2 separate regions of the Drosophila melanogaster genome follow, and region 2 is linked to region 1. A link is a contact called in public HiChIP or PLAC-seq data. All regions are on one chromosome and are shown on one strand. The core of a region is the stretch at or near the end of the contact, and the rest is flanking DNA. Distances in the headings are between cores, read along the strand shown. Region 1 holds the start of AspRS-m (Aspartyl-tRNA synthetase, mitochondrial). Region 2 holds the start of kel (kelch).

What was found. HiChIP or PLAC-seq counts read pairs in DNA pulled down with a chosen protein or histone mark.
Region 2: a contact with region 1 is called in a POLR2A S2P HiChIP or PLAC-seq map of the Kc167 cell line, with 7 times the contacts expected there. The contact joins the promoter of kel here to the promoter of AspRS-m in region 1. A contact is called at or near these places in 12 of 107 Hi-C or Micro-C datasets (the D17-c3 cell line, the Kc167 cell line, the ML-DmBG3-c2 cell line and 6 more) and 1 of 6 datasets of contacts at active chromatin or transcription factors (the Kc167 cell line).

What each region holds. Positions count from the first base shown.
Region 1 is chr2L:16,823,452-16,829,547 of dm6, forward strand. AspRS-m (Aspartyl-tRNA synthetase, mitochondrial) reads left to right here and starts at 3,908. Exons shown (of 8, transcript NM_001273590.1): 1 at 3,908-3,942; 2 at 4,043-4,193; 3 at 4,270-4,438; 4 at 4,601-5,101; 5 at 5,166-5,344; 6 at 5,406-5,495; 7 at 5,552-6,096. The coding sequence starts at 4,273. It overlaps mdy (midway), which reads left to right. Exons shown (of 10, transcript NM_165195.3): 6 at 1,959-2,067; 7 at 2,128-2,271; 8 at 2,328-2,638; 9 at 2,699-2,971; 10 at 3,032-3,513. The coding sequence ends at 3,265. Cse1 (Chromosome segregation 1) reads right to left here and starts at 1,756. Exons shown (of 7, transcript NM_078864.3): 1 at 1,531-1,756; 2 at 189-1,048; 3 at 1-117. The coding sequence starts at 1,615.
Region 2 is chr2L:18,134,472-18,140,567 of dm6, forward strand. It overlaps kel (kelch), which reads right to left and starts at 3,612. Exons shown (of 6, transcript NM_165242.2): 1 at 3,006-3,612; 2 at 1,103-1,504; 3 at 1-355. The coding sequence starts at 3,460. Socs36E (Suppressor of cytokine signaling at 36E) reads right to left here. Exons shown (of 4, transcript NM_165243.3): 3 at 5,972-6,096; 4 at 4,204-5,683. The coding sequence ends at 5,374.

The DNA.
Region 1 (6,096 bases), core at 2,658-5,157:
ATTGGGAATGACAACTTTATCGCAGATCTGAGCAAGAATCTCTGGGTTCTCGAAAATGCTCTGATAATGCTGGCGGTCAGCCACCACAGAGAGGAACTGCAGAGCATGGGAGACCAACTGTGCGCAAAATAAGAATGGAAAAATTATAAAAATAATTATTAAGAAAGCGTATGGTTTCTGTTACTTACCGAATCGTACTTGGTGTGCAAACTTGTCTTGACCAGTAACTCCCAAACTGCAGTCACAAATTGCTCCATAAATGGCTTGAACTCCTCGTCGTACTTTTTTGCATAAAGGCAAATGTTCTCGCAGACTTGAGCACGCAGATGCTCTAGAACACCCGCATCCTCATCATCTGCAGTACGCAGGGATGGCACATCCGCAGCTAGTTGCTGAATAAACGCTCCCATCCACGTATTGATATTGTCCTCAAAGAACTCCGGCAAATCTTGGGAGTTGAGCGAGAAAAACACCTTGTTCACAAGGACCAATGAACCGTAGATGACCTTCAGGGCGCCGGCATTGTTCTCGTGCACCTTAGTCAACTGCATTGTGGCCTGGAGCAGGTCTGTCAGAGGTTTAGCCATACGATCCAGTACAAATTTGATCTCCTCCCACAAAGCCTGCGACTTGAACTCATAACGATAGCGCTTGAAAAGCGAGTGTGCGGTTTGCAAAACGCCGTTGATGACATTGAAATCACCAGAGGCAAATCTCTCCACCATCTCGTCGATAAGCTGCGGCCATTTTTTGGGAAAATCATATTTGCCTATGATGCTGACCGCGTCGCTTAGTTGTTTTTGCAATGCCACCGGTGAGTGGAGCATTAGCGTAACGATCAAGGTCTTAATTGTATTCCTGTCACTTTCGTGGATGCGATCCGGTCCGTCGCTGTCAAGGTGGGCTGCCCAATTCCGCTTAATATAGTTCTTAAAGGCAATGGCTCCCGCCACCCGCGTAGTCATGTCCATTTGGGCTTTGTCTATCAGATTGAGCAGTAGGATCGGGTAATTCTGCTGTAGTTCCGTGGACTCCAAAAGTTTTTCGGCTATAAAAGTAGAGAAGGAAATGGTGTGTTTGTTAGAACTATTGTACTTATGTAAATCGGATGTTGCAAATACAAATATATAAGGAACCGATAGGAGCTTACAGTGTTTCTCGTTAGACTAAACATATTTTCAATTCAAGCAATAAGTTTTTTATACAATATTTTCAAAAGCTTGGTTATGGTGGTGCGGAGTCTATAGGCTTGGTATGCCTTAAATAATCCTAAAACTAGGTCTATGGTTTTGAAAGGTGGCTTGGCAACAGTCATATCAAGATCAGCTAATCTCGATTCAATTAATAGAAAGCGTGACTGTATAAATTCTTTGACATAGGGAAAACTTGTAGACAACTTCAAATGGATTTAAAAACCGTATTTTTCTTTGGCGTCGCCAAAAACCATTTCCCGCGCACATACACATCAGCACCCCTGCACGCATGTGCAGTTGTGTGTGTGCACATGCATTCCTACACACACACACTCACCCGGCCGGCGGACATTGGGATCGGCGCTCAGCGTCTGCTGCAAATAACCGGCCAGCAGCTGTAAATTTGCCTCTGTCACTTCCATTTTGAGTATATTTTCTTTTCGATGGTCCTATTTGCTTTAATTTATATCACTCGTGGCTTGTTCCTCCACACTCTTGCAACATGAAATGAAATCGCAATTCGTTTTCGCACACAATGCTCGCCGATCTGGGGATGGAACTCAGGGCGAGTTTTCGATATCGATTGTTTATAGTTACTGTTACTAGGATTCGATGGTTTTAGATTTTAAATGTTCATATCAGAAATATCGCATATTGAACTTTACTAATTTAGTATCATTTGATATGATATCAATTCCTGTTTTTTTTTTTCAAAAACCAACTGAATGAATTAAAAATTAAAACAAATTTGTAATTCTTTTCCAGGAAATAATTGCAGAGGGCTTGGGCTTGTTCATCCAGATAGTGAACATTGTTGTCTTGGTTTGCCTACCGGTGGTAACAATTCACCTAAAAGGACATGCTTTTAGTTTGAGTGAGAAATTAACTTAGTTTAGGTGTATTTTAAAATATTTAATTATCTGTTAATCTTTAGTGGGCGCTTCAACAGTTTGCTTCTTTTACTCTGTGTTGTTCCTAAAACTATGGTCCTATGTGCAGACGAATATGTGGTGCCGTCAGACTTATTATCAAAAGAATCCGCGGGAGCGTCGACCAAGCATAACTTTGGCGGAACTAAGTATGTTGAGATCTCTCAACGGAATGTCATATATTAAAAATTCATCTTTCATCCAGAAAAAGGAGTTTTGAATGGAGGTGAAGAAGACGAGGACGTTTCCAAGCTGGTGCAATATCCTGATAATCTCACATACAAGGATCTCCTGTACTTCCTTTGCGCGCCCACTCTCTGCTATGAGTTGAATTTCCCGCGAACTTCTCGCGTGCGCAAACGCTTTTTGCTGAAGCGTTTATTGGAGGTGGTGATTGGAGTGAATGTGGTTATGGCCTTGTTTCAACAATGGATCATTCCATCGGTTCGGAACTCCCTGATTCCGTTCTCCAATATGGACGTGGCCTTAGCCACTGAGCGACTTCTTAAACTTGCGGTTGGTAGAGTGAAAATTATAAAACGTTTGAGTATTATTTAATAATTTTTCTTTAATTAGCTACCCAATCATCTTTGCTGGCTCTGCTTTTTCTATCTAATGTTCCACTCTTTTCTTAATGCGGTCGGCGAACTGCTGAATTTTGCAGATCGCAATTTTTATTGTGATTGGTGGAATGCGAATAACATTGACACCTTCTGGCGTACATGGAACATGCCAGTTCATAGGTGGTGCGTGCGTCATCTCTACATCCCTGTGGTCCAAATGGGATATTCCTCAAGACAGGCCTCTACTATTGTCTTTCTTTTCAGTGCCGTCTTCCATGAATATTTGGTATGAGGGTTGATATTTAGAATTTCAAATTTTGTACAATAATATAATTTATATTTTCAGGTTTCAGTTCCTTTGCAAATATACAAGATCTGGGCATTTATGGGCATGATGGGTCAGATTCCCCTATCGGCCATATCCAAATCCATTGAAAAGAAACTGGGTCCCCGAATGGGCAATATAATCGTGTGGGCTTCCATTATTCTTGGTCAGCCTCTGTGCATAATGGCCTATTATCACGATTATGTCGTCCAGCATTTCAAAAACTCGCTCAACGGCACCGACTACAGTAGTTAGGTTTCAAAAAAGGTTAACATTTAAAAATGGAGCAACACTGAAATATCTGCATCGGTCGGGTCCGTGTACTTTTCGTAATTTATAAGCCAGAATGCAAGTTAAGAAGGAAACTTGTGATTGCCAATTTACAAAGCATATTTTGTATGACTTTTGCACATGCATGTAGTACTGATTAACACAAATAGATTGTTATTGAATGCATTTGTTAATGAATTTAAGTGTCATGTAAATAAATCAAATTTTAAACTAAATAAAATGTTTTTAATTTTTAAATTATATGAAACGAAAAAAATGTAATTATTAAGCTCTTTGTTCGATAGTTCCTTCCCTAGAATACACGATCTATCGATTGTTTATGCGGCATATGGTCACACTTCATCGCTGCCCAAGCCAAAACAGACAATTTTTTTTCCTATATTTCAAGTAACATTTGTCGATCATATGTGAGCTTAATATAAGTAATATTTTCGTGTCAGTTGGCTCTACAAACTCGGCGTAACTGTGGCCCCACACTCGATCCGGCTATTGCGGTAAGATCCAATGATTCGCAAATTTCTGCGTCGGCTTCTTCGCAACGCCCGGCTCTGCACGCATACATATTCGCTGTTTGGCCAGTGTGTATATATGTGTCGCTGTCTGATTAGTTTGCGCCAGTGTGTGTGTGCAGCTCGTGCTGGGTCTGAAATTTTTTTCTACATCGCTTCTCGCATGAGGCAATAGTTAATTCTGAAAGGGAAACCAATTTTAAAGGGTGACAAAAATGTTATTAATTTCCAGAACCCTTTGGAGAAGTCATCAGCGCCTTCAGCTGCAACAGCAACTCGTGCACAGTGCATCCAGTGGAGGTTTCTTGGCGGATAGGCACATTCGGCATCGAAGCACCCCGGACTCGTTGTTCTCGGCGAAAGAACCGGCTGATTGCGGTCACGTAAGTTCTCGTGAATCACGAACTAGCCATTCGTGTTGTCCATGTCCAATCCTTAATCCATATGTTCGGTTTGCAGATCATGAGTGGCAGATATCGCGGTGGAGGCGGCGGTCGATTTGGTGGCCGTGGTGGCGGAGGCTATGCAGATGGTGGCGGCTACAATGACTTCGACAACTACCGTGGTGGCGGAGGACCAGGCTTCAATGACAACTTTGGACCAGGTCCCGGACCAAATCCTTTCAACAGTAAGTAGATAGCACTTAAAAGTAGCATCTTTAGTGGAATTGGTCCAACTGGTTATAAATATCTTGCATAACGAATAGACAGTTTACAAAAACACTTATTTATTTTTTTTTACTTACATAGATATATTACATAAAATATTATTTTCACTCTTACATTTCCAGTGGGTGGTCCCAACATTTCTGGCAATGAGTTAATGCAGCTGATGAGTGCCATGGCCAGCAACTTCAATATGAATTCACAGCCCCCGCAGCCAATGCGCCAGAGTTGCGGCGAGTTGCGCAATCACCATTGCGGATTATTTGTTGAGCTGTCCGGCAGGCTCATTAAGAAGCGGGTGAATCGGTTTGCGGAGCTGCGCGACCGCAATGGCGGTGCATGCCAGCTTGTGGTTCTGGAAGACAAGCATCCGCGAGTGGCACGGCGCATGAACAACATGCCAGAGAACACAACACTAACTATTGTGGGCCTGGTCATGCGGCGACCACACAATTCGTGCAATCAAACAATGCCAACGGGCGAGATCGAAGTGGAGGTGCAGGACATACTTAACATTCATTTCCCGGCAGGCGGTACCAAAAGAGCTGGTGACAAGCGCACATACAGCACAATGGTGCAGCAGCAGAGTAATCTTGGGATTACCAGCACCGAGTACAAGATAGCCAGTAAGTGGGAAAGTGTTTAAGTACTGGTTTATGAGTAACATAATATTTTTATTGTCTTTTACAGAGAACGAGAATATATTGAAGTATTTTGAAAACCGTGATCTCACCTGCAACGATCTAAGGCGCGACGATGTCGGAAAGACAGTGACTTTGGTTGGTTGGATTCCCTCTACCAAAAACAACAAATTCTTGCAGCTCAAAGATGGTTATGGCCAAACGCAACTAATGATCGAGGATCAGTCGGTAATGAACAAAACGATATGATAGTTTCATCAAATTGACTATTTTCAATGTTTATTTTCAGCTTAGCGACACATTTCTTTCAACACCTGAGCAGACAGTTATCCAAATAGTGGGCAAAGTTCTGGGGAGACCAAAAGCTAATGTTAATTTGGTAAGAACTTATAATATCCATCGATTTGTAAAATAAATCAATTAAATTCCCTTTAGAAATATGATACTGGTGAGGTGGAAGTCAGTGTAACTAGCGTAAAAGTTCTCAATCCGGACGATCCCTACGATGGTCCTATTAAGGCCAAAGAGAAGAAACAAAAGTTTTCCATTGATGATCTTGAGGCTGAGGAGGCTGCCGCCGAAGCATCCGCCAATCTTACCAGCAATAATGGAGAATCCACGGAAGACAGCGCGGAAGCAAGTACCACTGCTAATGCCTCTTTAATTGCCGAGCAACGAGCCAAGGTGGCCGATACCAACAAGTTTGCCGACCGCACTCATAACTGCGGGGAACTAACCTCCAATGATATCAACGAAAAAGTAGTCATATGCGGCTGGTTGGAGTTCCAGCGCATGAACAAATTCTTCATACTTCGGGATGCTTATGGACAAACTCAGGTACTGTTGTCACCGAAAACATATGGTTTGGAAGAATACGCAGAAACAGGCGTGCCCATTGAGTCAATTGTTCGAGTTGAGGGTACAGTGATTCCCCGTCCAGCGGCTACAATAAACCCCAAAATGCAAACTGGACATGTTGA
Region 2 (6,096 bases), core at 2,362-4,861, 1.3 Mb after region 1:
TATCTTGGGCATGCCCACCGGCTTCCTGGGCACCGTTCTAGCGGACTTTGTCTCAGTGGGCAGTAGATGATAGGTCAATGCCTCAATGATGAGATTCTTGCACACGATATTGCCCTCGAGGAGGATCTCCTTGTCCACACGTTGTGTGATGTACTCCTTGGACAGGAACGGCAGACGCACATGCTCCATGAGCAACGAGGTGAACTGTTCCCGCATAGGAACATCGTAGCGCAGCCAGGCGATGACGCACTCGTATACGCGCTCCTCATTTGGAACCGAAATCCGGTCGTTGCCAATCAGGCTGATGACCTGCTCGTGCGAGAGGTTCAGAAACTCATCGAACTGGATCACCTCGCTGCAAATAAACCAAACACAAGCAGTTAGTAATGGGGCGCAAGGAATGAGAGGAGTGGGCTAAGTAAATTTAATTAATCGCAACCGGTTCAATGGTTTATATTGCACATTTGCTTTCGGTTTTGCGTCTGTTTACTGTTATATAAACTTAATAATTAACTAATTTTGTTTCTGCCTGATGAAATCAATGAGAACTTATATAATTCTGATACTTTGGTTATTACTAATTCAGTAGTTGAATTCGAAAATATAATTAATATAAGATTAAATTCGTGATCTTATGGAAACCCAAAATTAGCGACTTCAAACAGATGCTGGAAGACACCAATGCGTGACTGTTAAACTATTTAAATTTTGATACATTCCAAACACACCTAGGAATTTAATCGTTTTTATAATATAATTAAAAATCCTTTTTGTTGAGTCTAAGGAACTTTAACTTGACACATGTTATTAAATGTTACTATAATTATTAAAATATCTGATCCCATTAATCGATTCAATTGATATTGTTGTACGGCAGCTTTCTATCCTCAATAAATAATAAATAAATAGTCACTTCACTGGAATTTAAATACGAATTACTATCCGTAGATATAGAACAAACTAAAGTGAGTCTTCCCAATATACATGCTCTAAAAGTGAACACTGAACAGATACAGTAATGGATTCCTATCTGTAAACAGGCAAATCAAAACAATTTTATATTTGTCTGCCCATACTGCGTCATCACAATCTAGCCACTTACTTGAAATGCTGCTCGATGTAGGTCTCTGCGTAATTGAGAAGTTCCACGCAGGCATGAATATCGGCAAACTCCCGGATGCCGAGGCAATTACTGGCATCCAACTGAGTTTGCAGGAAGTCGCAGCAGGCATCTCGCACATCCGTGAGCTGGAGCAGGTTGGCGGCGGTCAAGAGGACTTGCACGTTATCCTCGTTTACCTCCACCGTGGCAGTGTATACGTAGTCGATGAGCAGCTCCAAGGCCCGAGCATCGACACTCTGGAGGGTGATCCTCGCCTGCCGCGACTCCTCGAAACTGGTGAACATCGCATAGAAGTACGGACTGCAGGAGGCCAGCACCATGCGGTGAGCGTGGATCTCCACATCGTCGGCCACCAATATCACATCACAGAGCTGTTTTTGTCTGTTATAGGTAAAAATATATATATATCAGATTTGATACATTTTTTTGTACGCAGTAAATTGGTTAGTAACCGTCATGTATCGACAATATTGAGACTTTGAAATCCACTAGCAATAGATCGTTTTGATTGCCAAATAAACAGTTTAAAAGCGTGCTAAATATCTTCAAGGCTGGTATGTATGTTTGTAAACAAAAGTGCTTGAATTTTTTCAAGAGGAAAATATTTTGTTTTGTAAAAAGAGACGGGGATGCTATTAACTGTGCAAATTATGGCGCCATTAAATGATGATGACTACTCGAAAAGACTAAGATCTTTTGTCTTCAAAATCGTAAGGTGTTATAATTATAACCCAATAAAAAAAATCTCATAGAATATACACCTCACGAAATATTTGTGTGATTCAATTCCCAATCAAAAAGCAATCCACATTACAACGCTCGGCTTACTTTTTGGGTTATACCACATTCACTTTCGCGCCGAATACGATATGATTGGTCCGAAAAAAAAAACTCGTTTTATGTAAGCTACCAATAAATTTTCCATACGCCCAGTAGTTTTCCAAAAAGTAAGCAAAGGCGGAGACGCGGAAGCGGAATCGAAATGCGATTCGAAAACGAATATCATTTTTGGCCGCAACCAAGTTCAAGGTCGTGGCCCAATGCGAAACCCGAAGGCGTAAGCAACTCATCATAATAAAAACTAGACAATAATTAATGCGAATGGCCCCACGACAAAAGCGGCGGCAAATATTCGTTTATACATATGTAGTGTGCAAACACAAATATTAGCAACGGCCAGATAAACAAAGCGAACTGCGCAAATATGCGAGAGACGATCATCTGACATTTTCAGAGATTTTATTTTCGCATCTTGGCCCAAATCTCAAAGCTCGAGAGCCAGTCGGTCCACCTGTTCCCGTCGAACACGCAGGGATTGAATCATGCGCCTTTGTCCGGGAACAGAGGAGATGAGTTTATAATAGAGTGTAGTTAGCACAGTTCTATTTATATTAAGTTGAGGTAGGTCGTCATATTTAACAACTGAAAGTTTTAGTGGTAGAAACTCAGATCAGCTTGTTTTGTCAAGGAAATAGTAACTGGGAAATAGCTGACACCTTTTTAGAACCTGAACGAACGTTCAGCTGGTTTGCTGTTGAGCAAACAAATGACATTTGAAACATTTTTCGAACCGTTGTAGGTGTGCTTATTTACATAATCAGGCTATAAAATCACATAGATCTAATTCTGCATATCATTAAAAGTCCTATGTGGGTGCTGTGTGTTCTATTCTCCAGGGCAGGTACAAAATAACCAATGTTCTACCTAAGGTTTTTAAAACCTCTCACAGGTAGGAATTAGGATATAATACTATTTGTGGATCTAAATATACTGCCTTAAGGTCTTTAGAAACCCTGGCTACTTCTTTATGATGCTTAAGGACTTAACCAAATTTTATAGTCGTACGAACTGATCCTTCGACAGGATCTCGTGCCATCCTTACTTTCTCATCTCGTTCATGGCGTCGAAGGAGCGCGCCGTATGCTGTTCATTGCTGTACTGCCCCACAGTGCCGCGCTCCTTGCCATTTGGCCGCTGGACGTGCTTCTGGGAGCTCTCGTCCAGGGAGTTCTGGCTGGCGTAGCGCAGAAGGCAGCTGCCCCGCTCCAGGCCACTTCCCTCGGCGGCGGGATTCTGATGGTGGTGGTGCTGCTGCTGTTGCTGCTGCAGCAGGCGGTTGCGCTGCTGCATGGCTGCCACGCCCACTGCGGCACCTAGTCCGGGCGGTGGCGCCACGAACTCCGCTCCCGCTCCGCCTTCATTCTGTGCTGGTTGTTGTGGGTTCTGACCCTGTTGTTGTTGCTGCTGCTGCTGGTTGTTGTTGTTGCTGTTGCCATTGCTTAGGTTGCTCATAATACCGATCGTATATTTGGTTAGCAGCGCACTCAGAGCTATCATCCGAAACGGATCGGAAACGGAAGTCGCAGCGAATCGAAGGTGCCTCGCCTGGTCCGAAAAAACAAACCGAGGTGGTGAAAAATTGTACACTTTTTGGACGCGACCAGAGCAGTGTGACCAGCCTCGGGTTGGTCGCAAGTTACCACTAGCGATGAATACTCATCGATAGTCCGATAGGCATTTTCAACCAGTTCTCACTGAGCTGGCTTTGTTTCCAACTATAAAATTAATGATAAAGTCATTTAATTTTTGAATTTTTGTAATTCACTTGAATTACATCTTAAATATGACCTCTCCCCTTTAATTTTTATTTATACGTACGTTTCAAAAAGTGTGATTTTTAAATTGATATACAAACTAATATTCCACATTTACCTAAACTTAAAAAAAGCATACCTAATTCATCTTATAAAAATATATAAATAAAATTGCAAAAAGATTACAAATATGCGACACAGAATTCATTAAGATTGCATATTCGAATTCCATAAAAGAAAGTAAAAAAGGTTTAGTTCAGCATAATCTTGATAGAATATCTATAGATATTTTATAGATATAAAATAAAATAAATAGAAATCTATAGATTTTAGTTGATTACTCTCATTTTATAAAGAATTCACGACTTTATAATGAAAATAACGAATGAGTTAAACATTCATTTGTTAAAGATATTAAAATACATCAATCATTTGGGTTGATTATGATTCCACACTTCTGATTCAAAACACACTTTGAGATTTTTTCTAATATCTTGATCAACTTTATTTGTTTGACTCTTTTTTCGATTTTGTTTTTGAATATTGATACGCATGCTCATCAACATGTGAGATATGTAAAATACATTAAATAGGTATTGGAAACAACTGCTTATTGAATGTTTACGAATAACAGCAACCACCTAGGTAGGAATACATGATTTATAATTCATTATATTAATATAGCTACAGCTTAATGCGAAAATCGGTAGTATTTACAAATGCTCTACACGTGTACAACTGACGGGTTTTTTCTTTTTAAACAAAGCACTCGCTTGCGAACGAAATCACTTCGAATAAATAAATAAAGTATATTCATAAATAGGCGAAAATTACATTTGGAAATTTGGCTAATGAGAGAGTTTTACACTAACTAAGCTGCATTCGTATCTCGTATTTACACGTAACAGTAACACATCATTTAGATTCCATACTTCAAATAAATACAATGAAATATTACAAGAATACCAGCGATTACGAAAAGCTCGATTGGCCCTTCTTTTTGCAATACTTATGTGTGTAGGAGAGAGGGTTGCTTTAGATAATAATACTTAGTTTATAGTACAATTAGCTAACTGCGATTTCGATTCTACATTCTACCAGCTCGCTTTCAAGAGTGCCACAACTCAAAAATCCGTCCGAGCTGCATTCCAATAGGTGAGATATATATGGTGAACATTTGGTTTTTGATCCATGACAGTCTTGTAGTAGCGAGCTAGCGATTTTGTTATGTGGCTTCGCGTTTGATCTTTTAACTTATGGTGGCGGCACACGCTGCACTGGGATTGTCTCAGTTTGAGTTTTGGTTTCTGGGTTCTGTTTGCCCCTCCGTCCACGTCCTGATCCTCAGGAGGAGTTGGAGTGACGCTCCGGCGTGGCGACAGTCTTCTGGTAGCAATTCAGATTGGCCGACATCCGACCAAAGGCGGCTGCCATGCGGTTGGGCAGCCTGCTGAGGTGCTCCTGAAGATTGGACGATCTGGATGAGGACGGAGCCGATGGGCCCGACGCCGTGGTGACCTGCTGCAGCTGGGCCACCACCTCGGCGTGCTGAACGTAGGAGACCCGTATGTTGACCCCCTCGTCGTCGTCCTCGTCCACCTCGCTGCCGCTCTCCACGTCCTCGTAGTAGGTGAAGCCCACCTGCTGCTCCTCCCGCTATACATTGCCGTAGTACGGCATCGGGGTGTTCTGGTCGATGGGCTTGACGCGCAGCTTCTGCTTGTAGTGATACTCCTTAAGGTAGCTCTTCAGCCGACCGGGCAGCTCCATCTGGTTGATCCCGTCGTAGCTGGTGTTGGACACAATGGTCGCCCGGGAGAGCTGCTGCAGGGAGAAGGTCTGCCTTCTGTGCAGGGGTATCGTCAGGCAGGGCTCGAAGAACATCACGCAGGCGGGGTCCTTGTAGTGCTCCAAAAGTCCTGTCACCGTGGGCGCCGTGAACACACACGGATCGTGGCAGTCGAAGCTGTAGAAGAATGGATATCGTTAGTCACCAGTTTGGATTTCAAGGTGCTGTGGAATTTCGAGTTTTGAAATATTTAAAAAGTTTAAATGAACAAATGTTGGATTTTCAACAAGTGCTGTCTTCAAGTCTAACATTGTTGCGATAAAATGAACTCATTACAGGCAGCGACGACTCATCAATATAATTTAATCGGAATTACCAGGAATTGTCTATCATATTTCAATGACTCGCCCATGCATGTCAGCTGCGGATTCCGAGAAATCCGTTGAGATAAGGACTAGTGCTCACCTGAACTTGTGACCGCTCTGCTCGATGCGAGCGTGCAGTGACCTGCCGTACTTCCGGAATGTGACCGAGAAGAGGAACTCCTCCTGGGCGGAGTCGCGCAGCAGGAACGTGCCCTCCGGCTTGCC